Linked DNA regions of Mus musculus: all the other regions are linked to region 1. A link is a contact called in public HiChIP or PLAC-seq data. All regions are on one chromosome and are shown on one strand. The core of a region is the stretch at or near the end of the contact, and the rest is flanking DNA. Distances in the headings are between cores, read along the strand shown. Region 1 has its middle 67 kb from the start of Fam76b. Region 2 overlaps Sesn3 (sestrin 3). Region 3 has its middle 20 kb from the start of Gm34069. Region 4 has its middle 20 kb from the start of Gm51286. Region 5 has its middle 5.9 kb from the start of Gm51286.

What was found. HiChIP or PLAC-seq counts read pairs in DNA pulled down with a chosen protein or histone mark.
Region 2: a contact with region 1 is called in an H3K27ac HiChIP or PLAC-seq map of regulatory T cells, with 7 times the contacts expected there. The contact joins two enhancer-like sites. A contact is called at or near these places in 3 of 15 datasets of contacts at CTCF or cohesin (CD8 T cells, the NIH/3T3 cell line and large pre-B cells), 18 of 484 Hi-C or Micro-C datasets (CD4 T cells, CD8 T cells, Th1 cells and 10 more) and 5 of 115 datasets of contacts at active chromatin or transcription factors (CD8 T cells, embryonic basal ganglia, regulatory T cells and 1 more).
Region 3: a contact with region 1 is called in an H3K27ac HiChIP or PLAC-seq map of T-cell acute lymphoblastic leukemia, with 5 times the contacts expected there. The contact joins two enhancer-like sites. A contact is called at or near these places in 3 of 15 datasets of contacts at CTCF or cohesin (the NIH/3T3 cell line, large pre-B cells and pro-B cells), 3 of 484 Hi-C or Micro-C datasets (bone marrow-derived macrophages, embryonic fibroblasts and regulatory T cells), 9 of 115 datasets of contacts at active chromatin or transcription factors (CD8 T cells, T-cell acute lymphoblastic leukemia, Th17 cells and 6 more) and 1 of 9 other capture datasets (liver).
Region 4: a contact with region 1 is called in an H3K27ac HiChIP or PLAC-seq map of thymic regulatory T cells, with 5 times the contacts expected there. The contact joins two enhancer-like sites. A contact is called at or near these places in 3 of 15 datasets of contacts at CTCF or cohesin (CD8 T cells, large pre-B cells and pro-B cells), 23 of 484 Hi-C or Micro-C datasets (the C10 cell line, CD4 T cells, the N1E-115 cell line and 13 more) and 10 of 115 datasets of contacts at active chromatin or transcription factors (CD8 T cells, SST interneurons, Th17 cells and 7 more).
Region 5: a contact with region 1 is called in a BATF HiChIP or PLAC-seq map of CD8 T cells, with 10 read pairs. The contact joins two enhancer-like sites. A contact is called at or near these places in 1 of 39 promoter capture datasets (the 3T3-L1 cell line), 4 of 15 datasets of contacts at CTCF or cohesin (CD8 T cells, the NIH/3T3 cell line, large pre-B cells and 1 more), 21 of 484 Hi-C or Micro-C datasets (the 3T3-L1 cell line, the C2C12 cell line, CD8 T cells and 12 more), 19 of 115 datasets of contacts at active chromatin or transcription factors (CD8 T cells, SST interneurons, Th17 cells and 13 more) and 2 of 9 other capture datasets (adipose tissue and embryonic stem cells).

The regions. Positions count from the first base shown.
Region 1 is chr9:13,893,133-13,896,051 of GRCm38.p6, reverse strand. No RefSeq gene overlaps it. Among named protein-coding and RNA genes, the nearest start is that of Fam76b, 67 kb to the right of the region's middle. Within about 2 kb of position 1,356, at least 90 of the 459 cell types and tissues checked have an H3K27ac peak or open chromatin away from gene starts, as enhancers often do. A contact at or near this core is called in CD8 T cells, SST interneurons, T-cell acute lymphoblastic leukemia and 12 more, where this site is marked.
Region 2 is chr9:14,292,656-14,295,574 of GRCm38.p6, reverse strand. The region is part of intron 1 of Sesn3 (sestrin 3); the gene reads right to left. Among named protein-coding and RNA genes, the nearest start is that of Sesn3, 18 kb to the right of the region's middle. Within about 2 kb of position 1,519, at least 38 of the 459 cell types and tissues checked have an H3K27ac peak or open chromatin away from gene starts, as enhancers often do. A contact at or near this core is called in CD8 T cells and regulatory T cells, where this site is marked.
Region 3 is chr9:14,243,313-14,246,231 of GRCm38.p6, reverse strand. No RefSeq gene overlaps it. Among named protein-coding and RNA genes, the nearest start is that of Gm34069, 20 kb to the left of the region's middle. Within about 2 kb of position 1,466, at least 101 of the 459 cell types and tissues checked have an H3K27ac peak or open chromatin away from gene starts, as enhancers often do. A contact at or near this core is called in CD8 T cells, T-cell acute lymphoblastic leukemia, bone marrow-derived macrophages and 4 more, where this site is marked.
Region 4 is chr9:14,198,636-14,201,554 of GRCm38.p6, reverse strand. No RefSeq gene overlaps it. Among named protein-coding and RNA genes, the nearest start is that of Gm51286, 20 kb to the right of the region's middle. Within about 2 kb of position 1,399, at least 87 of the 459 cell types and tissues checked have an H3K27ac peak or open chromatin away from gene starts, as enhancers often do. A contact at or near this core is called in CD8 T cells, Th17 cells, regulatory T cell precursor and 2 more, where this site is marked.
Region 5 is chr9:14,172,685-14,175,603 of GRCm38.p6, reverse strand. No RefSeq gene overlaps it. Among named protein-coding and RNA genes, the nearest start is that of Gm51286, 5.9 kb to the left of the region's middle. Within about 2 kb of position 1,448, at least 185 of the 459 cell types and tissues checked have an H3K27ac peak or open chromatin away from gene starts, as enhancers often do. A contact at or near this core is called in CD8 T cells, SST interneurons, Th1 cells and 6 more, where this site is marked.

The DNA of each region.
Region 1 (2,919 bases), core at 107-2,606:
TGCACATCACAAAGGATGCGGTTCCCTCCTCTGCTTCTCTGGCGTTAAATGCATAAGAGAAGCCCTTTTGGAAGGAGGGGACCTGCAGAATAAATTTCCTGCTTCTCTTACTTGTAATAAGCTGTTGCAGAAGGCCTTCACTGTCATCATTGGCTTTGTCTTCAAGCAAACGCAAAGGACTATTCAGCATCTGTTTATGCTTGCCAGCTGAACAGGCACAATTCACAGTAACAGATCCTGAACCTGAGAGGGCTCCAGGCTGAGACAGCTGACATTTACAAGGCCAGTCCTCAGAGAAGACAGTAGGGCAGTAGTTACTGAACCATATCTGTGTGAGGTTAATGGTCATGTTCATACGCCATACGGAGAAACCACGAAGAGGGAAGGATGCTGTCCAAATCAGAGCAGCGGGGACCAGAGGATACTGGGAGTTTGAGATAAAAAGAAAATTACCTAGAATTCTTTTTTTTTTTTTTTTTTTTTTTTTGATTAGTGCTAACTTGAGTCATCCTTTCCTTGGGAAAGAAGAGTAGACTGGGATGTGACTTACAATCTACAGTTATTAATTAATCTGTGATCCAACCTTATCATATTCACAGATTCTGGAACATCCACAGGATCATGCGGCTGACCTTCAGGAATGCTGGATCTCACATCTAAATCCCTGAGAAAAGTCCACAGTGTTCTATAATGAAATTTAGCTGCTAATTAAACATAGCAGAGTACAAACCCCCCATAAAAGGACTTGTGGGGCAGTGTCTTCAGCAAACTTCCTTTCCCATGTAGGACAAAGTCCTACCGCATGAAAGATTCAAAGCAGGTGTCCCCACCATCCCTGTGTGAGCAGTACATGCCTAAACACAAATACTTTTATTTTCCCCAGTCGCTGGGTTCCTGGGTTTCATGAAGGACTCGTTCAGCTCTGTCAACTGAATGGAACGTCACTGTACATCGGGACAGACTGATCAAGTTCAGGGCATATCATTCACTTTCATCCTTCTGTCTACTGTGCTGTTAGCAAGAGTTGGTCAAGCCCTGTGTGGATGCTGAGGAAATTAAAAAGCTCCATGAAGAATAGGCTCGAAGACACTACCTCCTGTGTCTACCGGGATGAGTGAGGGTCCCCTTCTCCTGTGCTGGTGCCCGTAGAGTTTCCAACCTCACCTAAGAACAAGCGGGATTAAGTTTCTCTGTAAAATGTAGACAGAATCTTCACATTCAACCTTTACATAACATGTTTTGTTTCACTACATTCGAGGGACTTTCCTAAAGCAAGGATCTTTATCTTTGCAGCTACCTCTGTGTGTGCAAGCTTGGTTTCTTTTCTCTCTGGCAGCTTCCTCCAGAGCCTTAGCCTTACCAGCATCCTGTGACTCACACTTTCATTTCTTGTAAGTCGACACAGAGAGCTGTCCCTGACGCGCTTGGAGTGATGGATTAAAAATATTCAAGAGAAAAAATAACAAACGCAGTTACACTTAAACCATGTGGGATGCCTCCTATCTCTCCCCCTTTCGTTTCTTTCTCGTTGGCTTTCTACTGTCAACCTGCTTGTCACCAACAGTGGGTGTCAACCTGTCAGTTAACTGTCTATCACAATACATCACCTTTATTAGAGGAGTTGCAGAGCAAGCCTGTGGTCCCTCATTGATTTGCCTGTTGCACCCCACATGCTGCCTCTCCCTGCACCTAGTGATTTTCTCCTTCCCATAGCTGGGGCAGCCAGGCTCACTGCCTTCCCTCGCTCTCAGGCCAGTTATTTCCCTTTCCCGGATTACTCTGTTAACTTCACAATTGCAAAGAGCATGGCATTCGTTCCTCAAGGGTCCTACTGCATGAAAATAAAGATGCCATGCCTAATTCCAAGCCTGGGGTGAAAGCAGAAATGGGAGGTGGTGAGATATAGTATGTGGCAGTTCAGATGGAGGAGCCTCAATAGGCATAGATACCACAGACATCTATGAGCTCTCTGTTGAGGACAGTTTTCCAAAAGATGCACTAATCCTAACCCTAACCTCAATCCTAACCCTAACCCTTGTTAGTACAAACACTGACCTTTGTTGAGCTGTCTTTCCAAAGAAAGGGTACCCTGAACCTGTAAAGGAAAGAAGTGCTCACTACCCATCACAATGGGTTAAGGTTCATAATGCTCAAGACCCCCTCCTGTTAAATAATCTACTCCACGTGCAGATGTTGCCCATACCTCTTCACAGTCTACACTGCTGCTATTCCAGCTTAGTAAACTCTCTCTCTCTCTTTCTCTCTCTCTCTCCTCTCTCTCTCTCTCTCCCCTCTCCATCCTCTCCTCCCTCTCCCCACTCTTCCCCCTTTCCTCTCCCTCTCCCTCTCTCCCTCTCCCCCTCCCCCTCCCTCTCCCTCCTCTCTCTCTCTCCCTCCCTCCCTCCCTCCCTCCCCCTCTCTCTCCTTCTTCTCCTCCCCTCCCTCCCTCTCTCTCCCCCTCTCTCTTTCCTCATATTATTATTCTGATATTCCACCTATTTCGAGTACTCTGAGTAATAACATCCTTTGTTTTACCCCAAAGAGTTTTGTATGTTCTGTGAAAAGCATCTAAGAAACTACCCAGCTAATATATTCACTTATATGTGGGGGGGGGGGGAAGCTCAATCCCTCACAGTTTTTGAGATTTTTTTTAGCTGTCAATAAGAACATTAGGCAGATGAAAACTTAGAGGCTAAACTTTCTAGTCTATCACATCTTGAAATGGTTAACTCCCCTCTCCTCTTGCTCCACTCCCGCCTCTCTCTAGTCTATGTACATTCCTGGCCTCCATAATGATGGGCTGTAATAGCCCATTTACTCAGTAGAGTGGATTTCTGAAACCCATTTCCAGATTACAGCCTGTGTGCCAGGGCTGCGTTTATTTTCATTACTAGAGAAAGGGGTGCAGCCTTGTAACGC
Region 2 (2,919 bases), core at 270-2,769, 400 kb before region 1:
ATGAAGGATGCAAAGATACTTGTTGAATATGCTACTAAAGTTTTTGGCTAAAGTCCAAGAAAATATGGAGAGAACTTATATATGTCTTTGTACCTGTGATAATGCAAGCCGGTGACAGCCACGTAACTCCCTGTTTCCCTATTAACACATAGACAATGTACTGTCCTACTGCTAATTATAAGTCTGGTTTCACAGAATATTAGGAAGGCCTGACTTCTACAAAAAGACAGCGAGGCTTCCATAACAATAAAAACTTACCTTAAATCTTAAAAAGCTTTCCCTATTAAAATCATATTCCAATTAGATAAGAGAACTTAAAATTGGGAGTTTGAGAAAACAAAATTCCCATAAGCGATGATTAGAGCTACAGAGCATTCTAGTATGCAGTAAATGCTCAGGTGCCAACTAGGCCTTCTGAAGAAACACACAAACAAAAGCAGCAGTCTTGGCATGGGGAGCTCGAGTTCTGAATCAAGCATCTACGAGCAGCTCAAGGAGACAAAGCCAAACAGCTTTTGTTACTCTAGTGGGAACAGCACAATTTTCAGGTTTTTATTTATTTGTTTTTAACAACACAGACCACTTAGCTTAAAGAAATCAGGGTACCAAACTAAGCACATTTGATCCACATAGATTCACAAAATGTGTAAGCATTTAGTTAATAAAAACCAGTCATCCTTTATACCCAGAATTGTCAGATGCAGCAAGAACTCATCTTCACTTAATCTGAAAAAGTCATTTTACAGAGTCCTGGGAATACAACTACACAAGTTCCTAAGATGCCTGACTTTACAGCAAATCGCGTTAAACTTTGGGTTTATTTATTTATTTTTTTACTAGCTTTAAGGAAACATCTCTTAATTTTTGTCTGGAACAGAAATGAACACAGCCCATACACTAAATGCCCATGGACTTCATCTCTGTTCAAGTTTGTTAATTCCTCTGATAGCAGACTCCAAGACTGTCCTAATTTGATGTGAGGAAACTCACAATGGGTTGGAATCTGAGTTTAAACCGGAACCGAGCCCAAGGAGATGACGTAGTAGGAAGTGCTTACCTGACACAACATGACAACTTGAGTGCAAGTTGTCCTCTGGTCTCCACATGCGCACACACTAAAATAAGCTCCTTTAAAACACTGCTCATAACCTTTGTTTTGTTGTTGTTGTTTTTTGGTTTTTCGAGACAGGGTTTCTCTGTGTAGCCCTGGCTGTCCTGGAACTCACTCTGTAGACCAGGCTGGCCTCGAACTCAGAAATCCGCCTGCCTCTGCCTCCCAAGTGCTGGGATTAAAGGCGTGCGCCACCACGCCCGCCCTGCTCCATAACCTTTTAAATATCAGTACCTCTTTATTATCTTAAAAAGAATGAATCTCAAATGGTTTTGCTTATGGATTACAGTTATCAATAACCACATTAGAAATTAAAGAAAACATGAAAACCACTTAATACTCTGAAAAGTAAGAAGAGAGGCTAGTGATGCAGCTCTGTGGTACAGGATGTGGTCAGTCTCTGCCAGCCCCTGGATTCAAGCCCCAGCAGTTCTCACCCACCAAAAAAAGGAACAGTGAAAATAAGAATAATAGACCCATTACATATTAACAAAAGGGATTGTTTGAAAACTATAATTTAGAAAAAAATTTGAAGAGAGTTTTTCTTCTTTTGTGTAAATATTTAGCTTAATTAAACACAGCTGGATTTTCATGTACACTCTGGTACTCATCTGCTGCTATAGGTCATAGTGACTGAAAATCACAAAGAGAATCTGGCTCAGAAATATGTGGCTGACAGTCAAGATTAACCATTACAATATGAGTAACCATCTCTGGGCAGTAGCCATTTTAAGCATTGTTCTGAAATCCTGGACTCATATCTGTCTACTAGACTATAGAAAGTATATAAAAAGTATAGACGTATACAAAGTATAAACTCTCCTGAAAGGAGGTCACTACTTGATGAAGGGATACAGAGAGTAAACAAGGATCACAGAGTACTATGTGACTGGACATCAGTGAAGGCTACACTGCAGCAAGAGCTGCAAGACCTGCTCTTGCTTCTTTTAACCAGCACGAGAGCTTGTTACTGGAGGAGGCATGGGTCTTCCTATCTGGAATGAGAGATAAAACAATTCTAAGAGCCTATTTGCATTAACATGGCATGCTTAAGCTATGATATTGCCTGAGTGCTGATAAAATGTTTTCAGAAACACCAGTGCTGTGGGGCTCAAGCCTTCAAGCTCTTCTAGGAATGCAGATCTATTTGTAGGAGTCACAATGGCGCTGTTTCCCTTCCCCATAGACATGAGGTAAATCACGATCTTGTCCCTGCTTTCTAACTGTATAGGATCAGCAGCAGCAATCAGAAACAAAAGAAGAACACTGTAAACAATTTCCCTATTATTCTTGCTAATTTTAAATAAGTTTTAGTGTTTTAAAAGTGAATATTTTGTGGTAGCTAGATGGCTCAGTAGGTAAAGGTGCTTGCCCCTAGGGCTGACCGGCTGAGTTAGCTCTCCAGGGTCCACCTGGTAGAAGGGATTGACTCCCCAAAGCTGTCCTCTGATCCCCAGGTGACACCCATCATGAACAAATGTAAGAGGAAATGGGACACTGATGACTTTCCTTAAATAATGAGCTCATAAACTATTAGGTTTTGGATTCTTTTGATTAAACATTATAAGGCCAAGACTATAAACAAAATCATGTTCTATATAATTTGCCCTTTCCCTATAGAATGCCTTTAAATATAATATTCTTTTCAGTGTTCTACATTCTTGGTTCAGATAGCTTAATAGATAAGGTGCTTTTGTGTGTGAGGGCCTGAGATCCTGAGTTCCATCCCAACTCTAGACAGAGTTGCTCTTTTGACTGTCACATGTGAGCCAGAGCACACTCAGTTGTTCTCATGTGCACACACACAC
Region 3 (2,919 bases), core at 217-2,716, 350 kb before region 1:
ATAAGCTAATGACACAGGGGCCATTATGTAAAGTTCAGTGCATGCTCTATAAACCTCAGAGAGTTTGAACTTGCCTGTGAGGTTTCAGGTCTTCTAATGATAAGCAGTCTGAAAAAGAACAGCTGTTTTATCTCTGGGTCAAAAGCCTGACTTTCCTTAAAGTGTGTTCTCTGTGTGCACTACAGATGTTTCAATGGGAAGTTCTGATGTGGCTTGCAGACTGCCTCCCGGGTGAGGAAGGGGTGCAGGATTTCTGAAAACATGAAGTTTGTCTCCAAACATCTTGTCAGTCTTCAAGGTCTTGGTAGACAGTGGCAGCAGTACCAGAAAGGTGTACACCTTTCTGAAGGGTTAAACCTGCCTACCCAGCCTCACTTCCTGCCATACCTCCCAGGCACAAACCTTGTCCGCTTGAGCCAGAAAGCATTCTCTCCTGTGAGGGGTGAAAGCTCTTCTTTCCAAAGGAAACAAGTATCTGACAAGGAGATAGTGATTTTCCATCTCTCTTCTTTCAGAGTCGCTGGTAGACTTCAGGAAGCATCATAGATGGAGTTATTAGTCTTCATCTGATACAACCTTTCTCTTTTGATAATTTGTGTCTTGGCTGACAGTCTCCTTTTTTTCATTAGTGAAATGAAAACAAGTTTCATAAAAATGAGTTAATTTGAGCTAATTAGGGACATACCATTCTGAACGTACTCAAAGGACTGACTTTGAGAAGCTAGAGAAAAGCAGAGCATGTTGCCAAGAGAGCCTTACTTTTGGATGCAGGTGCCTGCCTGTGCTCATGGACTGGCTCCCCACTTAGCAGCACGCTCTAGCCCGCAGGTGCAGACCAGGGCAATGCTCAGATCCAAGGATGACTATAAAGATAAACAACCTTTCACACAGAGGTTCACTGGCTGAAAACAGAGTAGTTGAGTAGATGGCTACTCAATAATTCATGGCCCTCTCTCCCCGTTAAACTGGAAATAAACAACTTGTTGGCAAATAGACATCCCAGAGAGACCCACAAATACTGTGGGATTTGTAATTAGCATGTAAAAGGATCGCTTCCAAAGCTGTAAGCTTGTTGTGCCCCACGGGTTCCTGGGAACACTGGGAAGGCCTTGTTTACACTCCGGCATTCATTTGCTTAGCAAATCCTCACTTTAAAGGCAACATTAAATTTCAGGGGTTTTTCCTGTTTGATTGACCTCAGATAGCAAATGAAGGTGTGATCTAAGTTTCACTGTTCTGGAAGTCTTGAGAGTAATGCAAGGGAACTCCTAAAGATTCTATAGCACCCTTTGTGTGTTCAAGGGCGATAGAGCAGGTGAAACCCCTGAAGCAACAACAGCATTCCCTGTCTCTTCGTGCTCCTTGTATACAGAGAGGTTTAGAAAAGCGGTTACTGGGGTGAAGCAGGAGCCTGTGTCGGGGTGAAAACCCCAGAGGCAGGTTATAGGCCACAACCACTGCAGTGCAGAAGTCGGAGGAAGTGGGGTGCAGGTACACTTCCTGGGTAAGCTCACCAGCTGTTTTGACCTCTGGTTCCTTATTAGTCGGTAGTCAAGGAGACAACGGGAAATGGCAACATCTGACTATTTTCGTCCAGCCTTTTTCTTAGAGACCGTGCACTTGCTGACAAAGTAATGCACTGGGCCTAGGGTTCAGCTTACCACAGTGCCTTCTTCCCATTAGTCACAAACAGACTGGGCATGCTCAGAGATTTCAGGACAAGGGCAGCAGAATAGAGAAACGAGAAAGCTGAGATTCTCCTGTTGTCCTGCCATGCACCATTGAAGTTTACATAGAGATGGCATTAATAAAGACTGCAGCTAGAGCCTTGCCTGGAAGTAGAGATTGACCTGATTTTGATTTTGAATCAAGGAGCCATTCATTCCCTTATGGGCCCGATCAGATCTTAGCCTGTACTTGAGCAAGGGGAAGCCAGTTTATTCCAAGAGGGTGTCATTTTGTATGGGAACATATGGATGTGATGTCGTGGGTTACAGTGGCATGAGTAAGGTCAGCTCTTTATTTGCTATGTTGCATCTGGGAGTGAAATTGGAGTTAGGCAGATTTCTTCTCCAGTGCTACCGAGGAATACTGCAGAGAGATTGCTCCAGCCTAGCCACTAAGCCAGGGACTCCAAAACCTGCTGGCTAACTAGGCACAGAAGAATCAGAATTCCCCTGGAGGTTTTAGTGCGAGCTGGTGGGGCCTAGACCTTAATTTTGGGTGTCTAGTCTCCAAAAGTATGATGAGACAATGCACTAGGCTGCTTTAAGTTGCATAGCTAATGGTTCTTTTTAAACAGCCTTAGCAAATTAACACATGGTGACAAGAAAAATGACTGATGCCACCAGGGCAGCAGAGGAAGCTGCCCACTGTATGGAGATGGGTCAGACACTTTACCTTTCTGGAAGAAAGTTTTCTTAGTGGTGTTGTAGGGGTAGAATACATAGGTCAAAAGGAGCAGTGGGATATTGAGTTGCTCCCCAGTATTCTGTGGGTTTTCTTCCTCTGACATCACTCTAGAGTTTCTGAAGAGACAGAGTAAAAGAGAGAAGAGGGGTGGGCACAGAGCCACCTTACTGTTGTGTGGCTCAGCCTTATTCAGTGCGCAGAGCCTGGCTGTCTCTGAATTGGGTGGCTATCTTCTGTGAGCCATTTTTTGCTATCTCTGGATTGGATGTGTGCAGACCCTGGCTGTCTCTGGATTGGGTGACTATCTTCTGCGAGTCCTTTTTGCTTCTTCGTGACTCAGTTTGCTGAACAAGGCTTGGGCTAGGTGGAAAGGTTGTGGTGCCTGTGGCCCTTGACTGACAGGCCTTCTTCCCCAGGGCAGAGCATCAGCTGGTGGCCTCAGTGTCACACTCTGGGCAGGAGAATTATTTGCTGAATTATCCTGAGAACATCATGTATTGGGTACTT
Region 4 (2,919 bases), core at 150-2,649, 310 kb before region 1:
GCAGATAACAGTGTGGATGAGAGAGAAGATGGGAAGGGGAGAAACAGGGCTGCTCAGGACTGAACCAAGAAGCAGAGAGAGGAATCCAAGGGGCGGACAGCTGTGTGCCTGCCTTAGAAACACCCAGCAACAGGGAAGACTTGGAGACACATGAAGGTCTGAGATGTGCTGGGGATGGTTAAAGGTCTGGGCTCTGGAAGGGCTGTCTGAGATAAAGGCCCCGAACTGTGCATGTGTGTGCTTGAGTGTGTGTGTGCGTGTGTTTGTGTGTGGCTTCGGGGGAAGTGGTGTTATCAGTGTTAATGGGAACACTGCACTCACTGTCTCTTAGTGAACTGAATTAAAGCTTATAGTTCAGTGCTTGGCTCACAGCAACTGCTTAAACACCAGCTATACCCACTTTGTGCCTCACCTGATCTGGTACCTTATATGTTGATCCTGTGTCTTTTTGTTCCCTCCCCAGGGAGGGGGATGCCGAAGGGGCCTGAGCATCCTTTCTTCCTTTGAGTAGCAGGTACTAGAGTGTGTTGGGGAGGAAGTTCCATATCCTCTTAGACAAGCCTTTGGCGTGTTCACTCTGTCACGGCATGCTATTTTTTCTCAAGTGAGAACACAACAGTGCCCCTAGGAAAAATGGCACACCAAGCCTCAGTTTACACACGCATGTGTTTAGAGAGCCCAGTCTCTCATCTGAAAATGATTTTTTTTTCTATTTTAATAGCTCACTCCACTGCTGGTCTAAGTCAGCCCCGGGCTAAGGTGGTACTGGTGGAAGGTAAGTTGGAGGAGCCGACTTTAACACACAGGGCACACCCTGGTGCTGCCAGGATAGCTGTTCTCAGCTGGGGAGCACTCATCCTGAGTTCCCTACAGTAGGAAGAACACTGAGGGACAGCTGTCCTTGGGGATGGTTATTAGAGGTGGTGAAATGTCTCCTGAGGGACAAAGGAAGGACAAAGCAGCCTTGTGGGGAGCCATGAACGTGGAGTCATTACCTCTCCACAGCCTGCATTACAGGATGGTCAAGTATGAAGGAAGTTAGGTGCTAGATGATTTCATCAGACCAGATGTCTTGTGTAAACACTTTCCCGCCCCCAACCTTTGCAGCCGTGGTAAAGTTGCCAGAAAGCCCTGGTGTGCTCTGCCCAACCATGCATACCATTTAGATCACTGTAACTAGAAAATATTCCTCCAGATCCCCAAAGGTTCTCCTCTCTCCTCTCTTCTCCCTGCAGACATGTTTCTCTGTAAATACCTCAGCTTGGCTCTGAATCACAGATCAAAGCCATTCTTCATTCATCTCCGGAAACTGAATGGCAACTTATAATGTCTGTGGTTTTCACTAATCTGTTTTCATGTCATTTTACTTGAAATCAACAGAAGGCTGCTCACAATGGCACACTGAACTGCCCCATGGAGCCAACGTAATTCAAGCAGACCACACCCGGGTCTCAGAACCCAGAGGTAGATGGAGCCTTTCTCGGATTCAGCATTAATCGGTGTAAACAACTTGTTTTGATGAGAGCCAGAGACAACCACAAAAATTCGTGGTTATCATGAAAGACAACTCAATCCCTTTCTCTTCCCACCCCTTTCTGTACTGCCCAGTGACATCTGTGGATTTGTCAATTTAACCGCCATAAAGGAAGGGCAGAGGTTGGACTGTTTCCCTCACAGAACATGTGGATAGGCAGTTCTGGAACCTTCTGAGAATGGCTCATTTGCAGAGCTTTGTGAGAATTCTAGAATGGGAGGATTCTGTTTCCTTCTGCCTTGTTTTCCACTCAAGACCAAAGTCCTGAAGGCAGTCACTATGTCTGTCTTAGAAGCGGCTTTTCTGAGACATGGCTACTATTATTTGCATTCACCTTCAGCTTTTACGGCAGAAGAAGGGTTGGGAGAGTCTTTTAGTGGCTGCAAGGCTGGTGGGGCAAGATAGCCCAGGAGCCTGGGAGCTAGTGGTAGGTATTCCACAAAGTATCAAGTTAAATTCGTCACTGAGCAAACCTACTGGGTAAGCCTAACGGGTCTCCAGCAATGCTGGATAAAATGAGAGGATGAGTGATTTTTATCACTGAAGAGTTTCTCTGACTATAGAGAGCTTAGCTGGCACCTACACGAGCAAACTTCACTGCTGAGCAGGCATCTCCAAGGCCTGCAAGTGCCTTGGGTTGAATCCCAGGACCATCTTTCTCTAAGCTACTAGCAGCTGTCATTGCCACAGTTAGGCTCCAGAAGTTTCTCTTTGATCTTCTCCTTGGTGATGTACTGACCTCGAAAAGGAGTTTAGGGAGTGGGGATAAGGGCGGGGTAGATTTCCTCTTTACTCTCAGTTCAGCTTTCCAGTGAGGCATACTGCCCCATATGCTGTACCTCCATTAATAAAGAAATGTCAGATTCAGTGCTTTCATCTTATACACAAAGACATTGACTCCTGAGAGAGCAACGCTGCTGGGAGTGGAACCTTATAAGCCATGCCCCAACCCATCCCCACACGCCATGCTGGAGTATTGACAGGCTTGATCATGTGCAGGTCTTCTGCAGACCACCCCAGCAGGTGAGGATCGTGATTGAGGCTTCCTGATGTGCCCAGAAGACACAAGTTTGCAGCAGCCCTCCCCAATCTCTGGCTCTTCCACAATATGATTTCCCCTGTGCCTTGTATATATGAGGAGTAGAGAAGTCCAATTAGGGCTAAATGATTCTTATGTGTCAAAAGCAAGCTTTCCTTAATGCAGTCTGCTCATGGAGACATACAAGGTTAAGGTTAAGGCATCATGGGATGAACACAGCCAGGGACAGGCAGTAAAGTAGGTCATCCAAGTATGTGCTCATTGACAGATGCTGTGATATTTCTACTTAACTCTGGGAGAATGGAGCTTGCTGTGTTTAAGCTTTCTTTCCAACAGCATCTTCTAG
Region 5 (2,919 bases), core at 199-2,698, 280 kb before region 1:
CCCCCCGCCCCTGCAACTCTAAAGGTATTCATCATCTTCAAGCACTACGATTATTGGCCAGAAAAAAAAAAATAGTAGTGGCTCTGGCAGCCAGCCAGGAGCAGCTCCATAGCTGCCCCTTCACTTTGCATCTGTTCTCTGACCTCTTTAGCTCACCAAGCTGCCACGTGCTATTTCTCTTCAGGCTGTTAATAAAATAGGTGCATGAGCGTGCACGAGCATGCACATGCACACACACAAATACACACACACACACACACACACACACACACACACTCCAGAGATCTTAACAGAAAACAAGTCCATGCTTGTGGGGAGCCTAGACAGGCCAGGGAAGCAAGGCTGTGGTGGCTGAGCCGTGAACTTTCAGTTTCCTATCCTGCCAGATGGTTTCCACCTCCATTTCAGTTCCAGAATGCCTTAAAGCTCAGGGCTAGCAGCCTGCCTACCTTAGTGACATCTGTGTTTCTAGGAAGCCAGTCTTCTGCAAGTCCCTTCCCAGCCTGCTTCCTCTGGCAGGGCACCACTGCCTTTGTCAGAGGTCTCAATGGAAGCTCCTTAAAAAGCAATACTCACAAGTGAAGGGACACTCACAGCCTATGTGTCTTTTGCAGTTGACAGCAATTTCAGGGAAGACACTAACTCACTTGACTCCTCAGCACAAGATTAGTAGCAATCCCACTCCTGGTTGAGGTAATGAACCTGGGTGCTCTGAAGAGGGCATGCGCACTGAGGATCTGAGACTTGTCTCTTTTCCCTTCCCAGAGTAGCTCTGGTCCCTTTCCACCTACATCATTCAGAGCAGCTGTGTTTGCTGAACTGTCCCATGGAGTGGGAGGCCTAGAAAGTGTTTGTCACCTCTGTGAACACAGTGTGTCTCAAACACAGTAGGTTCTAGAGACTGTTTGCAGAATGGATGAATGAATGGATGAATGAATGAATGAATGAATGAATGAATGAACAGAGGTGTGTTTATCAAGCCCACCCACACCGCAATCAGTTTCTAACAGGTTCTCAGCAGTTGACCAAGCCTGGTGCCCTCTGACAGTGGTACAGGGTCCTTCACCTTGCAGGGTCTCATTCATCTCCTGTCTTCACACTGGGTACTGGTCCTTTGCATCCTTCTAGGGGCTGAGCCAAGACAGCTGCTTTTCCACTCTGGTCTTTTCCCAGTTGAATCCCTGCTTTTATCCACCCACCCCCACCCCACCCTGTGAAACCTTTCCACCTGGCTCGAAGCCAGAGAGGCCTCTAAGTCACACTCAGAATTTCCATGACAGTAAACAGACTAAAAAAACCCCAAAGCTTCCCAGACTCTGAGAGGTCTCTTCCAATCCCACCGTGCCTGGCAGCATCCTCCCCGCACCCCACTTTAATACAGGCCTGTGGAAGGTCAATGACTCCTTTAAAAATAAAGGCGTGGTGGCTGAGTGCCCAGCTAGAACCAGCTGACAGTGCAGTTCTGTACAGCCAGCCCTCTCTTCTCTGCAGCAGCCTCCAGGCAATCTTTTCTCTAAGGTCTGCAATCTATTATGCTACAGTTAACTGCCACATTCAAATGTAAAAACAGATCCTTGGATCAACACCCCATAAAAAGCCAAGAAAAACGTGGTGGTGTTCTTTCCTGGCTTGAGCTTAGAGATTTGCAAGGGGAGAATCCTGGGCCAGAGAGGGCCAGGTGCCCTTGCTGGTTCACTGTAACTCCAGCAAGTTAGAGTCCCGGCACGCTGCAGCACTTCTAGGCATTGGCACCCTTGCTGGGGAGAGGAGGAGCAAGAGATGCCAGAGGACCAGTGACCAAAGTCCTGCACAGGAGCAGAGAGTGGAGCAGAGAGTGCTGGCTAGAGGCCTGCCAGCGCTTTCGTTTCACCCAGCTCCCTCTTTGATTCCGGTCTGGACTGGATCATCCTCGAAGATGGCTCTTTTAGACCTCCGCTCAAAACCTGCTACCCAGCTAAAATACAGATGTTTTCTTAAAACAAAGAACCATCACGCCTGCGGCGCGGAGAGCCTGGCTGCGCGCGCCGAAACACAGATTTTCATGCTTCCATGGACATGACTTGCTTTGCTGCACAAAATGAAAAAAAAAAAAAAAGTTTGTTAGGAAAGATCATAGGTGCATTTGAAGCTTTGGAAGAAAGCTGCTTTTATTCCCATTCCTGTGAGCTCCTTACCTTCCTCCCGAGCCTTGGGAGCAGTAAGCATAAAGTGGCAAGGATATTCTAATAACCAGATTTAATCTGTTCGCCAGGCAGTTGCTATAGCCACGCCCGTCTCCTTACACCTGTAGGCTGCTGCTCGTCCTGTGTCTGCCTGGCTGGACCAGCTGTTGCCCACCAGCTCTTGAGATCACAGTTTCTCTTCTGTGCCTTAAGAAGGTTTGATACCTTGTTACCACAGATATACATTTCCCCCATATTTTCCCTCTTCACCTGTTTTTTAACGAGTATTTGGGTTGTTTCTCTATATTGGCCATTATAAATAATCCAGAGTTTACATTTAATCCAAATGCAATCAGAGTTAAATATGCAACCTGCTCTTGGTGCAGAACTTGAATTCATTGTGTGGCCCACGTGGCCATGGTCAGGTCCCAGTTTCTATACTGTCTCTTGTTCCGTGAGGGTAGCTTAGTACACATGGGGCACACAGAGTATGTGTCAAATGGGTACAAAGACAAATTGGAAAGCAGGTTCTACAACAGTTTCAGTCGTAGTGGAGAACCCAAGAAAGACGACAGTGCCAAAGGCATGCTGCCTCCTGCTTTGGAGACTCGAGGGAAAGAAGCGATCACTTTAACACCAGCATGGGCCTGCTTAGGGCTGTGCAGAGAGCCTTGACCTTACACCGCTGTCCAAGTGACCCCATCTGCCCTGTGTTGTCTGAAGAAAGGTTTGTGTCACCCTTGTCTGCCATTTTCTC